Regions from separate parts of the Oryctolagus cuniculus genome. Here region 2 is linked to region 1. The links are chromatin contacts, called in public Micro-C maps. All regions are on one chromosome and are shown on one strand. The core of a region is the stretch at or near the end of the contact, and the rest is flanking DNA. Distances in the headings are between cores, read along the strand shown.

Region 1 (7,116 bases), core at 2,818-5,317:
TGATGCAGAAAACTAACAACTGAGCCTGTGACTAGAGTGCCCACTCAAACATAAATCACACTTGCTTCCGAGTTCCAGAATCGCTCTGAGAAGGTCAGCAGTAGCTGCAGAGTGATCTGGCCTCCCTGTCAGCATGACCCAAGGCTTAAATTTATTGCAACAAAATGCAAAGTGGTGCAAGTAACTAAGACACAGCAGGCTGGGACTGAGGACTGAGGGGGCTTCATCCGTATTAACGAAACAAAGGAATCTCAGCACAGTACTCTGCCTCTTTCAGATCTCAAATAACAATGACTTCGTTATGCAGAATATCTGATACCCCCTCCTTCAGCAAGTTTCTCAAGGAACCACATTCTCTTCCTGTTTTCAAACCCTCGACCAGCAGCCTCATCTCCCTTTCCTGCTCCTTGACCGCCCTAGACTGCCCTCACGTACAGGATCAAGTCTTGAGGCCCCTGGCCTGCGGGGGTCCTCAGCTATTAGTAGATGAAACTTTCTCTTGGGGCCAGCGCTGCAGCAGAGCAGGTTAAAGCCACAGCCAGCTGCACCAGCATCCCTTATGGGTGCAGATTCGTGTCCTGACTGCTCCACTTCTGATCCAGCTTCCTGCTAATGCACCTGGGAAAGCAAAGGAGGATGGCTCAGATGCTTGGGTCCCTGCGACCCTTGTGGGAGACCCAGATGGAGCCTCCAGCTGCCAGCTTCAGCCTGGCCCAGCCCAGGCCATTGAGGCTGTCTGGGGAGTGAACCAGTAGATGTCTCTCCCTCTCTCTTTCAAATAAATAAATAAACCTCTTAAAAAAATGTTTCTTTAATCCTCAAAATTCATTCTTGTTATTGTATTTTTGTTTTTAATTTATAATTTAATTTATTCATTTTTAGATTTTAGTTTCATTTATTTGAAAGGCAGAGTTACAAAGAGGAGAAGCAGAGAAAGGGAGGTGTCTTCCATCCACTGGTTCACTCCCCAAATGGCTGCAATGACAGGAGGTAGGCCTATCCAAAGCCAGGAACCAGGAACTTCTTTCAGGTCTCCCATGTGTATTCAGGGGCCCAAGGACTTGGGCCATCTTCTACTGCCTTCCCAGGCCACAGCAGAGAGCTGGATGGGAAGTGGAGCAGCCAGGACTTGAACCAGCGCCCACATGGGATGCCAGCACTGCAGGTGGTGGCTTTACTGGCTAGACCACAGTGCCAGCCCCCCATTCTCGTTATTCTAATTCAGCACCACTGACAAGGACCAGATTTCTGGTAACACGCGTACACTGTTGATAAGGTGCAGTGCATTGTCTCAATGCAGAGAAACACATAAATCAATCACATCAGGCAATCAGCCTGTTTTTACAGCTCTTGTGTTTGGCGCCTACCGGCTCTGCTACCAGTTCTCTATGCAGAATACAATACTTGACTGTGACCTGGAGTCACCCCAGTGCCCTGCAGAACACCAGAACCTGCAGTCTTCACCCGACTGTGTCCTGGTTCCCTTAGCCAAGCTTCCCCCACCCCTACCCGGCACTTTCCAGCCTCTAGTTATCACTGTTAGGTTCAGGTTAATCATTAAAGAAAACTGCACATACGAAAGCTTGCCTTAGCTAACGTAATCTCAAGTTCCATTCGTTCTACTGCAAATGTCAGGATTTCATTGTTTTTAACGGCTGAATACCATTCCACTGTGTCCATCCATCCAGGTATGTACACCTAGGTTGATTCTCAGTCCTGGCTATGGTGAACTATCACTTAGATCTCAAGAAACAGTTTAGCAATGGGGAACTCAAGGCCAATTTTAATTTTCTTCTAAGATGTTATTTTTATTTCAAAGACAGAGTGACAAAGAGGCAGGGAGACAGAGAGAGAGATGGATCCACTCTCTGGTTCACTGAAATACCCTCAACAACCAAGGCTAGAACAGGCTAAAACCAGGAGCCAGGAACTCCATCTGGGTCTCCCACATGGGTGGCAGGACCCCAAGTACTTGGGTCAAGGCCAATTTTTAGATGAAAATCTAAAACCAGAGACACAAGCAGAATGTCAGAGGCCGCTGAAACAACACATGCCTTGAGAAATGTGCCAATGGCCTCCATGTGGACTCTGGTTCAGCCCTGTGTGGGGCAAGAGATGGCAGCAGGACCCACCCATGTTTATAGGAAGTGCTTTCCACATTAGGCGGCAATGCCAAAGGACTCCAACCCCAGGGGAGCATGGGTAGACTAAACCACTCCCCCCAGCCAACCCCAGGGAAGAATGCATGGACTAAACCACTCCTCCCGCCCCGAGGAGACTATAACAGGCTACTCCAGGCCTCAGCAGAGTGAGAGGCCAAGGAAGACAACCCCGAGGACCAGCTTCACCCAGGTCCATAGAGCCTGGCTTGGCTCTGACTACGGTGTCCCGAGGGACCTGGAGAAACCTCCCTGATGCTTGGCATTGGGAAATCCCACTAGTCACTGCTCAGGGAAGATGAACAGAAGTCGTCAAGGTGACCAGCGTGCACCACAGGAAACCTGCAGAACTGGACCCGGGCAGGCTTCCGGCTCTGGTGACATCCGACACAGCTTTCACGACCACCCAGCTCCCATCTTAAAGACACCCTTTGGAGCCTTGTGTGAGGCGGCACCAATCTGCACCCCTTTTCCTTACAATACCACGTCTCACAGCAGAGTGCCTGAGTTTGAGTCCTGCTCTGCTTCCAATTCCAGCTTCGTGCTTATGCACACCCTGGGAGGAAGCAGGTGATGGTGCAAGTAGTTGGGTCCCTGCCCCCTGCCACACACACACACACACACACACACACACACACACACGAGACCAGAACTAAATTCCTGGCTGCTGGCTTCAGCCTGGTCCACTCCCGGTCATAGCTGCCATTTGGGGAGTGAACCAGCAGATCAAAGATCTCTGTCTTTCCCTCTCTCTCTGATGCTCTTTCAAATAAATAACTTTTTAAGAAAAAGAATGAGTGAAATAGAGCTGTCAGACAACAGAACCAGAGTGTGTCTAGAAGCGACTCTGAAAGTTAACACTAAGGCGATCCAACATGGAAGGTCTGGAACGTGAGATCAGGGGAGCAGAGAGCCAGCAGGGAGCAGGAGGTCGGGCACAGACAAACCCAGGACAGCGACAGCAGCCACAGTGCCTAGGGAAGTTCTAATTAAGCTTAAGATGCGAGGGCATTTCAAAAAGATCACAAAAAAGTGAAATTAAAAGTTTATGTTGGGGCCGGCGCTGTGGCATAGCGGGTAAAGCCATTGTCTGCAGTGCTGGCATCCCATATGGGCACCGGTTCAAGTCCTGGCTGCTCCACTTCTGATCCAACTCTCTGCTATGGCCTGGGAAAACAGAAGATGATGACCCAAGCCCTTGGGCCCCTGCACCTGCGTGGGAGACCCTGAGGAAGCTCCTGGCCCCGGATCGGCGCAGCTCCAGCCGTTGCGGCCAATTGGGAGTGAACCAGAGGATGGAAGACCTCTCTCTCTCTCTCTCTCTTTCACTGCCTCGCTGCCTCTCCTTCTCTGTGTAACTCTGACTTTCAAGTAAAATAAATAAATCTTTTTTTAAAAAAAAAAAGCTTATGTTGGCACAAAAATATCCAAAATCCAAGCATATTTGTTTCATAAAACACATTTTCCCATTAGTTTTTGAGAACTCATATAGGGAATGAGGGGTCAAGAGGGGCATAAGTGAAGAGAAGCCCCTCCATTACCCAGAAAGAAGGCAAAACATTTATTAACTTCAAGCTCTGGTCAGTTACCCATGAGTGTTGCAATGTGTGGAGGAAGAGGGTGCACAAAATAGTGGGAAAATATGGAAAAAAATTTTTGAATTGTTTAAAAGAGGGAAGGAAGGAGAGAAAAATAAGACAAAGACAAGATAGCACAAAACAGGTGGTAGATTTAAATCCAGATAAATCGGAAATTAGATTAAACTAGCACGGGCAGTTAGATTTAAAGGACAACACAGATGCCATGACTGGCTTTGAACAGCAGCACCCCCAAGCCACTAGCCCCTCCCCCGAGGCAAACAGGAAGTGACCTTCTCCTGCTGATGTAAGCTGCCCATTGTGACCGGCCCTGACATCACACAGCGTGTCTCTGCCAGTCCAGGCCGGGGGTGGGTGCCTATCTCCTTCACCTCCCTGTGCAGCTGAGATGGTGTTCTGGCCCTTACACCTGCTCCATAGAGTTCTTCCGTGTCAAGTGCCATTGGCTAGCTCTGGTCTCTGCCTAGCTGCTTCCAACAACCCCCGGTGCCTCTCCTAACCTGCCACTCGTGGTCCAGAGCGTTGCCTACAAAGTTCCAAGGGCCAACAGCGGCAGAGGACGACTCCATCCTTCTCACAGGAGGACTCTTCCTCGGGGGACACTTCTCTTAGACTCTGGGCAGTGAAGACACTGTGCTTTGAGAACAATTCCTCATGGAGCCAGAAGCCTTAGAAATTTGCCCTTACGATCCGCACCACCGGATTCCCCTCAGCAGATTCCAGTACCACCTGGCATCATGCAGGAGAAAGAACCCCAAAAAAGCCAAAAAGATGGCCAGCTGCAAATACAACGCCTGCCACGTGGTCCCCATCAGAAAGCTGGAGGAGCACGAGGCTTCCTGCATCAACAGAAGCTCCCTGGAGGAAGACGACAGCTTGAGCCCTCTGAAAGGTGGTCTCCCAGGCCCACAGCAGGAAGACGACCCCCTGCAGGTCTCCCCCTGGCTTTCCAACTCTGACATCTGGAATGTCGACGGCGCTAACTGCCACCCGATGTTTGTCCTGAAGACTTTTGTCCCACAAAAGCTGGTTTGTGAAAGTGACGCGAGAGAGTCAGAGAAAGAGACCAACCCCCAGAAGATCCTCAGACCAGGACAGTAAGGTGCCCGGGAAGGAAGAATCACGCACCTGCCACATGCATGAGCGATGATATGCAACTCATTGGAATAAAGGGCATGCAAAGTGCTCCACCCTGGAGATCTTTTCTTTGGTCATCTAGCATATTGGTAAAGAGCCAAAGGCTTCAAAATATTCTGCAGGCAGAGGTGGGGTGAAATGGGCCCTGGGAGAGCAGGGGCAGGATGGAAGGTGACGCCCCCTCCTTGGGGGCAGTCCCGTGACAGCTGTGAAGTGATCCATGCACCTAGTGTTGGACTGGGTGAGTCCACTCCTAGGATTTTGTCTTGTAAATACGACGGGGCTTCACAAAGTTCAGGGAAAATGTGTATTAGGGAAAAACTATGCCTGGATTTCAAAAACCTTTTGCTCCAAAACAAGCTTATCTTTTAATTCCATTTTCCATGAGCTTTCGGGAGCACCGTCACACCTCCACACACGCGGAAGGCGAGCAGGTACGGGGGACTCACTGCAACGCTGTCAGCGGATCAGAAAAGCTCAGTCAGGAGGGTCCGGGGTGGCCACACCATGACATCGGGCACGACCCGCTGTCCGCACGGCCCTGGCAAGGCTAAGGCCTACTGCCTAACTCGGAGGTCAGCACACATTTTCGGTAAAGGGCCAGAGAGCAAACATTTTAGGGTTTGCCACCCACGTGGTATCGGTGGCAACTACTGGGCCCCGCCATAGCAGCCACAGGTAGCAGGCAAACCAATGAAGGCAGGGCTGGGTGTGGCTTAAGATAGCAGCCATGTCTGGAGCAGTCTGCCCGCTCAGCCACTGTTTCTGTGGAGCTGTGGGCAACACTTGTGCTTGCCTGGGCTTTTTCTCCAAGCACACATCAGAAGAGGAGTCTAAAACGTTTGCCATGGGCTCCCCTTACAGAGGGCTCCCCTTACCTCCTCACCAGGAACTGACAGCGGCCATCCCCAGGAAGACAGTGAGTTCACAGCAGGACTGGGCAAAGAGACCCCTCCTGTCTGTACATCCTCTAGCACCTTTGGTGTGTGAATACATGGGAAAGGGTTATCTGGCAGAAAACTAAAATACATTATTTATTTATGTACGTGTTTAAATACACAGAAAGAGACATCTCCCAATCCTCTGGTTCACTCCCAAATCCCATAACAGCCAAGGCTGAGCCGGGCCAAAGCAGGAGCTGGGAACTCAGTCCATGTCCCCAGCAAGGGTGGCAGGGACCCAACCACTTGAACTCTCACTGCTGCCACCCAGCGTCTGCACTGGCAGGAACCCAGGGACTCTAACGTCACTGGGCCAAATGCTCACCCCTCAAATACGTATTTTTAAAAAATGGAAGGTAGGAGCTGGCTGGCGCTGTGACGTAGCAGGTTAAGCCACTGCCTACAGTGCTGGCATCCCATATGAGCGCTGGTTCAAGTCCCAGCTGCTCCACTTCCAATCCTGCTCTCTGCTGTGGCCTGGGAAAGCAACAGAAGATGGCCCAAGTGCTTGGGCCCCTGCACCCAGGTGGGAGACCCAGAAGAAGCTTCTGGCTCCTGGCTTCTTCGGATTGGTGCAGCTCCAATCGATGTGGCCATCTGAGGAGTGAACCAGCAGATGGAAGACCCCTCCCTCTCTCTCTCTCCCTCTCTCTCTCTGTTTGCCTCTCTGTAACTCTGCCTTTCAAATAAATAAATCTTAAAAAAAAAAAAAAAAGAAGAAGAAGAAGGTAGAAGCCTGAAGTGTGACGGAGTCTTTTCATAAGGAAATCCTAGCCACTATGTCCCTAAGTCGTGGTAACCCACTGCCTTTGATCCCTTGCCCTGTTTCCTCAAAGCATTAAAAGACTTCTTGGGGAAGGAAATTCTTATGAAGGAGTTCTGAGTGTTGGCCTTAGAAACCAGATGACTAATAAATAAACTAGAGAATTGTCACAGAGGCAAAACAAAGGGACGTGGAGGGCATGCTTGTGTGCCTACAACCTACGGGGCCAACAGGAGCAGGACAAGAGAAGTCTGGCTTGAGACGTGAATGAACCAACCAGGTCAGGATGTAACCACCGTCACAGCCAGGTGACGGGCAAATTTACTCTTTTATACAAATCTGCCATCTTGCCGTTCTCTCTGTACATATAGTAAAGGCAATATGGAATTCTGGGAATGGAGAAGACATTCACGGAAGTGGTGAAATCCATACAAATGTTGAGGTGGAGTTAATATTGTACCAATCTGAATCTCAGCTTTGATAAAGGTGCTGTAGTTTTTAAAGATGTTAACATTGTG
Region 2 (7,116 bases), core at 2,747-5,246, 130 kb after region 1:
CACTTCCAATCCACTTCCCTGGTAACGTGTCTGGGAAAGCAGTAGAAGATGGCCCAAGTGCTTGGGTTCCTGCACCTGCGTGGGAGACCCGGAGGAAACTGCTGGCTCCTGGCTTTGGATCAGCACAGCTCCGGCCTTTGCGGCCATCTGGAGAGTGAACCAGCAGATGGAAGACCTCTCTTTTTTTCTCTCTCTCTCTCTGCCTCTGCCTTTCAAAAAAAAAAAAAAAAAAAAAAAAAAAAAAAAAAGCAAATCTTTAAAAAAAAGATTGTGAAAAAGAAATGAGAGGGGCTGTTCCCGAAGAGAGGATATTTAAGAGATGAAACAACGGACAGCAATCATGCGGGCCCAGTTTGGATCCTGCCTCAAAAACTGCCAACAACTCTTCAGAGGCAATGGAGAAATGGAGATGTCGGCATACAGACTTGGTTAGTGGACGCGGTCATACAACAGAGTTCCTGTCCATCTTGGAGAGGGGCAACAGTGTTGGGCTTACATAGGGAAAATCCTTAGTGGCTTCTGAAAATGTTTATTTATTTATTTGTGACGCACAGGAAGAGAGACACACAGAGAGACAGACAAATAGACTTAGAGAGAAAGGTCCCATCTGCTAGTTCACTCCCCCAAAGCCCAAGATGGGTGGGACTGGGCTGGGGACTAAAGCCAAGAGCTGGGAACTTAATCCAGGTCTCCCATGCATGTGACAGGAATCTAACCCCCTGAGCTGTCACTGCCACCTCCCAGGGTGTGCATTAGCAAAGAGCTGAAGTCGGGAGCTATAGGCAGTCATCGCACTCCAGTACTTGGACGTGGGACAGGGGCACATTAACTGCTAGGTTAAATACCTGGCCAGAAAGCCCTTAGCTTTAAGACACGCAAATGAAAGTGTTCAAGGTAAAACATCATGATGTCTATAATTTCCTTAAAATGACTTCATATAGGGGTTGGTGTCGTGGCACAGTGGGTTAAGCCACCTCCCACGACAGCTGCATCCCATATGAGCACCAGTTCGAGTCCCGGCTGCTCCACTTCCAACTCAGCTCCCTGCTAGTGTTCCTAGAGAAGCAGTGGAAGATTGCCCAAGTCCTTAGGCCCCAGCTTTCCACATGGGAGACCCAGCTGGAGTCCCAGGCTCCTGGTTTCAGCCTGTCCCTGCCCCGGCCATTATGGTTTTTTGAGCCAGTAGATGGAAGATCTCTCTCTCTCTCTCTCTAACTCTGCCTTTCAAATAAATAAAAATAAATCTTCAAAAATGGTTAGGTTCCTGTGAACCACTAGTTACGATATTTTAATAAAATAATAAAATAATTTTTGGGCTGCACTGTGGCATAGTAGGCTAAGCCTCCGCCTGCAGCACCAGTATCTCATATGGGCGCCGGTTCATGCCCCAGCTGCTCCTATTCTGAGCCAGCTCCCTGTTAATGGCCTGGGAAAGCCATGGAAGGTGGCCCAAGTCCTTGGGTCTCTGCACCCACGTGGGAGACCTGGAAGAAGCTCCTGGCTCCTGGTTTCGGATGGGCCCAGCTCCGGCCATTGCGGCTATTTGGGGAGTGAATCAGTGGATGGAAAACCTTTCTTTCTGTCTTTCCCTCTCTCTGTCTGTAACTATACCTCTCAAACAAATGAATAAAATAAAAACAAAACTTCAACCAAAAATAGGCGAAGCAAATACAGAAAATGTTGCTAATGGCTAGCTCTGGGGACAGGCTGGTGGGTACTGTCAGGGAAGGAAGATGCCAGGTGTGAGAGAGGAAGTCAGACCAGAGAGCTGGGGCAGCGGAGGCTGTGCAGGGCCAGGGCTGCTGGTTTTGAGAAGAACCTTGCTCCTATGTCTGGTCCTCGGGAATCAGGCACAGAAGACATTCCGTGTTGCTTCTTAGGTGCTGCACACTTGTTTAATTAAGCAAGCACTCATCACTCATTAATGCATTTAACCTTCATGACAACCTTAGGAAGCGATACCAGTGTCACCCCCATTTCACACACGAGGACGCTGAGGCAGAGAGGCGAAGGCCCTTGCCCAAGATGCCCAGTTCCCTCACTTGTAAGCACCTGCCGTGGTTGACAGGCTAGTTAAATGGGGGCCTTGTTAGGACCACCTGACCTGGAGTGGTCAGCGATGGGCTGCTGAGACCACGCTTCCCTGGCTGAAGGAGCTGCAAAGGAGGGTATCCGTATTGTTTGGAAGGAAGCCCTATACAAAATCAAAGGTCCCTTACTGTTTCATACTCTGTAGAGTCATGAAGTTCTTTATTTAAGGAAACCTGAGCACTGGAAGCCAGAACTAGGGGCCAGTGTTGTGGTGCAGCAGGTGAAGTTGCTGCTTGCAAAGCCATCATCTCCTATTGGAGTGCAGGTTCAAGTCCCAACTGACCCACCTACAGTTCAGCTTCTTGCTAATGCACCTGGGAAGGCAGCAGAAGATGGCTCAAGTGCTTGGGCCCCTGCCATCCACATGGGAGACCCAGAGTTCCAGGCTCCTGGCTTCACCCTGGCCCAGCCCTGACTGTGGCAGCCATTTGAGGGATAAACCAGAGGATGGAAGATTTCTCTCTCCCTCACTGTCCTTTTTTTAAAAAAAATGGATTTATTTATTTATTTATTTATTTGAAAGTCAGAGTTACACAGAGAGAGGAGAGGCAAAGAGAGAGAGAGAGAGAGAGAGAGAGAGAGAGAGAGGTCTTCCATCTGCTGGTTCACTCCCCAATTGGCCACAACAGCTGGAGCTGCACCAATCTGAAACCAAGAGTCAGGAGTTTCTTCCAGGTCTCCCACACGGGTGCAGGGACCAAGGACTTGGGCCATCTTCTACTGCTTTTCCAGGCCATAGCAGAGAGCTGGATCAGAAGTGGGGTAGCTAGGACTCGAAATGGCGCCCATATGGGATACTGGCACTGCAGGCAGCAGCTTTACCCACTACGCCACAGCGCCGGCCCCTCCTTCACTGTCTTGCCCTCTTTCTCAGTCACTCTTTCAAATGAATACACAAATAAATCTTTTAAAAAAAATTCAGATGGGGCCAGTGTTGTGGCCTAGTGGGTAAAGCCACCACCTACAATGCCAGCATCCCATATGGGTGCCAGTTCATGTCCTGGCTGCTCCACTTCCTATCTAGCACCCTGCTAATGGCCTGGGAAAAGCAGTGAAAGATGGACCAAGTATTTGGGCCCCTGCCACCCTCGTGAAAGACCCAGATGCAGCTCCTGACTCAGCACTGGCCGTTGCAGCCATCTGGGGAGTGAACTAGCAGTTGGAAGATCTCTCTCTCTGTCTCTGTAACTCTGACTTTCAAATAAATAAATAAATCTCTTTAAAAGTCAGAATTACCATTTATTACCTCACTGTATCAGGCATTCTGGTATAGGAATATGATTTACATGTTACTCAATAATATTGCTATTGCATATACACACACAAACACGCTAGCGATGTCACTACACTAGATGTTCTAATACAACGTCTCATTCTTCATTTCCAGGGCTGACAGTGGCCCTACAGGGCAGTCCTCAGTATACCACTGTTTATAGTCAGGAAGACACAGGCCCAGAGACAAGGAATGCATCAGCAGACCTGGGATCCCAACCCAGGCTCCCAAGCCAGCATTCTTTCATCCACAACTCACTGCTTCTCATCTTCATAAGCAATCAGGTCTGCTTTTAAGTGTGTGTTAGGATCTTTGCAGTAGACAGAATTGCCTGAGCCATTCAAATCAGTTTAATTTGTTGACAGGTTAAGATAAGTCTGGCAAATAGAAGACAGAGCAGAGAAGTGAAGCGAGTCCTGTCTCCAGGGTGTGTTTTCCTTCCTAAAGATGACGCTGAACACACAGGGTCCCCAGGCTGGGCCAGACTTCCCCCAGACACACGGGTCTCTGTGAGTAGTTGGGCCGCAGCAGTGCTGAGGAGGGCACCTGCTTCCTGCCGCCTCGAGGACACAGTGGCCTTGCCTCCGGCCCCTGCTCCGCACTCACACCTTACCTCATCTTTGAAGAGGCGTGCTTGGTCCTCGCAACCTGTCAGGGTCTGAACGAAGCCGAAGACCTGGGGAACCAAAGGAGCAGGCTGACAAGGGGCTGGGGCTTGGGAGTGTGTGCGTGCAGCTGGCCTGAGCCCGTGTGGCCTCAGTGCCCTCGGGGCTGTGCCACTGCCGCTTCTGCTCGCCAGCCCCATCTCTGGGCTGGCGTGTGGGCGAGGTGAGGCTCCTCACTCCCGAGACGCATGGCTGAGGCCTGACTCCCTTGCGGGATTGCTGTGGGCACAGGCCACACCCCCCACCCACAGTCTGGGCCTATCAGAGGACAGTGTCTCCATCAGCCCCTGCCAGGCAGCCAGAAGGAATGAGCAGGAGCTCGGGTCGGGAGGGGTCCTGGGTCCCTGATTACCCAGACCAGGGGTTCTCCTGAGCCTTCCCGCCAGGGGAGAAGAGGGGCAGGAGGCAGATGAGGGAGGGACTCTCACTCCTCACCTCCTCGATGGTCCACTTGGCGACTGTCGAGGCCGAGATGCCCGCCACCCCAGGCAGGAGCTTGCAGTGCTGCTCCCAGCACACGGACAGTGAGCGGTCCGGGTGGGCCGCCAGGGCCGACGTGAAGAGGGACTGGTGCACGACATCGGGAGTGAGCGCTGCAAGGCAGAGGGAGGCTGGCAGGCCCCAGCCATCCCGTCCCGGATGCCTGCTCAGTGGGCGGAGCACACAGGACCCTGGGGCCTCTCCCGAGATCCTGTGAGTCCAGGGGCGTCATCGTGTCTCCTGACTGCGCCTCCTGGTAAAGTGGGTCCCTCAGTGCAGACTTGCAGGCCAGTTACTTGGGGCGACCCCTCACCCCGCCTCTCTGAGGCTGTGTCACACAGGGGCCCACAAGGATGCTTGCTGTCTGTAGGCTGCTGCACACCTTGCATCCAAACGGTCCCCCAAACCCAAACAAGCCCAGCCCTGACGTTAGAGGTCCTCCGCCTGCCCTTCCCTTCCTAAGACCTTCTGGGCCCCGGACGGCTGTCTCCGAGCTGGAATGCTTCTGATTCAGAATCGCAGTTGTCCCACCGCATGGCTGCTGCCGCTGTCCCAGGCCCCAGTGCCTCTCTCCTGCCACTCCCACCAGCTTGGTCTGCATCGACACCTGCACACCAGCCCTAGCCTCTCTGGCTTCATCAGGAGCCCGCCTGACCACTTTGCTCTGTGACTCTCCCTCCCTGGGCCCTGTCTGCCCCCAGGCCCAAGCCAGAGTGCCCGCCCGGGGCCCCAACTGCCCCACTGCAGTATCACCCAAGGCTGCTCCCTCTGCACTGCCAGCCAGCCCCACAGCCCCCGGGACACACCAGGATCTCCTGTGGGACCCAGCACAGCAACCTCATCCACCTGCCACAGGCTGGGCCTCCTGACCGCACCCTGCCCAGGGTCCTGCCTGCAACCTGGGTGGGCTCTGGGGGACAGCATGGTGTTTGCAGGGCACCTCCCTCCATTTCTTTCTCCTCCAGAGCACAGGCCAGGAGCTCTCGTGGGCAGTTCTGCCATCTTATCTAACTGCAACCTACTTGGCACCAGGTCAGAAACGGCCGCCCTGGTTTCTTCAAACAGTGGACACTCCCAAGACTACAGGGCAGGCAGAGCCAAGTCCTGTGCTGGCCAGGAAGCCTCCGGGTGGAGCAGCTCACCAGCAAAGTCCAAGCCCACCCTGAGACCTATCTGCAGATGTCTCGCTGGGGACAAAACCCAGAGTGGCCAGTGTGCCTTCTGCCAGAGGCCAGCAGGTGGACACACGGACTCTGTCCCCTGCTCTGTCTTTGAAGTACCTAGAGGCCTTGGCCTCCTCCTTCCTTCCTCTCTCTGGGCCAGTCTTAGTCTCCAGGACTTAACTGCTCAGAAGACCACACGGTAGACAGATGCCCTCTGGTGGTCATGTGCTGGCCCTGCAATGGGAGCTGACCAATGGGACCGCCCCCCACCCCCACGCCCACAAGAGCCTCAGAAGCCCTGGCCCCCTCATCCTCGCTCAGGCCTGAGGCTGCAGGAATTCTGTCTCCACCAAGAGAAGAGGGTGGAACGGCAGCAAGAGGGTGCCGGGCAGAGAGCCGCAGCACTAGGAGCCGGGTGCTGATGCTGCCAGCCCTTGGACAGGTGGTGCTCCTGCCCAAGGTCTCCCAGCCTGTAAAACACCATCCGACTTCAGGGCTGTGTTTTCCCGTCACTGTGTTATGTGCACACTCACGCTGCCTGGATCAGAGAACAGTTCCTGAAGAACCAGAGTGGCCTGGGCCCAACCCAGAAACTGCAATGAACCAGGTGAGTGTCCAAGGTCTCTTCTAGCCTTAAAATGATGTCCTTCCATGCCACCGAGACAAGATGCCCAGTGTTCCTGCCGGGTGGCAGGCCCTGCACCAGCAGCTGAAGACGCGAGATAAACTCACCACCTAGTACAGGCTCGCTCTGGCCCTCCCCTCAGAACATGTCGTGTCCCTGGCAAAATTCCTACTAACTCCACGCCTCACAATGCTGGTGTGTTTGGAGAAGGGGCCTCTGAGTGAAATGAAGGCCATTAGGGTGGGCTGTAATCCGATCTGACTGCTGCTCCTTGCAAGAGGAAATCTAGATATACAATGAGACATGGTGGTGGTGGGGTGCTCACATACAGGGAAAAGACCAGGTGGGGCCACAGCTGGGAGGTGGCCACCTGCAAGCCAAGGAGAGGGGCCTTGAAAGAAACCGCCCTGCTGACACCTTGGCCCTGCGCTCCCAGCCTCCAGGAGTGTGAGGAATAAATTTCTGTCGCTTAAGCCAGCCAGGTGATAGCGTTTTGTGACAGCAACCTGTGTAAACTAATACAAAGGATTGAGGAGTGAACCGAGGTTTGAGTTGGGTGCTTTTCCGCCTGGTGTATCGGCAGCAGGTGGCAGAAGTCAGACTCAAGTTTCAATCCCAGCTTGGTGTCTTACACAGTGAACAATCTTGAGCCAGTGACTTTACCCTCGGAGCCTCACACGCCTCCCTGTCACATACGTCACATACAGCACAGGGCACTTGCGAGAGTTGGCAACCACACGTGAAGAGCACCCACACAGCGTCCACCCGAGAGCAGGTGGAGCAGTAACCACCATCATGTCAGGTAGTGACACTTGAGAG

Evidence for each region. A called contact is a pair of places that touch in the nucleus more often than the background predicts.
Region 2: a Micro-C map of ear pinna shows a contact between it and region 1, with 5 times the contacts expected there. The contact joins the promoter of SGK2 here to the promoter of GTSF1L in region 1. A contact is called at or near these places in 4 of 6 Hi-C or Micro-C datasets (ear pinna, embryonic fibroblasts, skin fibroblasts and 1 more).

The regions. Positions count from the first base shown.
Region 1 is chr11:15,251,132-15,258,247 of mOryCun1.1, forward strand. GTSF1L (gametocyte specific factor 1 like) reads left to right here and starts at 4,068. Exons shown (of 1, transcript XM_002721064.5): 1 at 4,068-4,947. The coding sequence starts at 4,412. The coding sequence ends at 4,858.
Region 2 is chr11:15,382,016-15,389,131 of mOryCun1.1, forward strand. It overlaps SGK2 (serum/glucocorticoid regulated kinase 2), which reads right to left and starts at 3,997. Exons shown (of 14, transcript XM_008274453.4): 1 at 3,978-3,997. The coding sequence starts at 3,982. It overlaps L3MBTL1 (L3MBTL histone methyl-lysine binding protein 1), which reads right to left. Exons shown (of 22, transcript XM_070051824.1): 20 at 4,465-4,622; 21 at 3,978-4,040.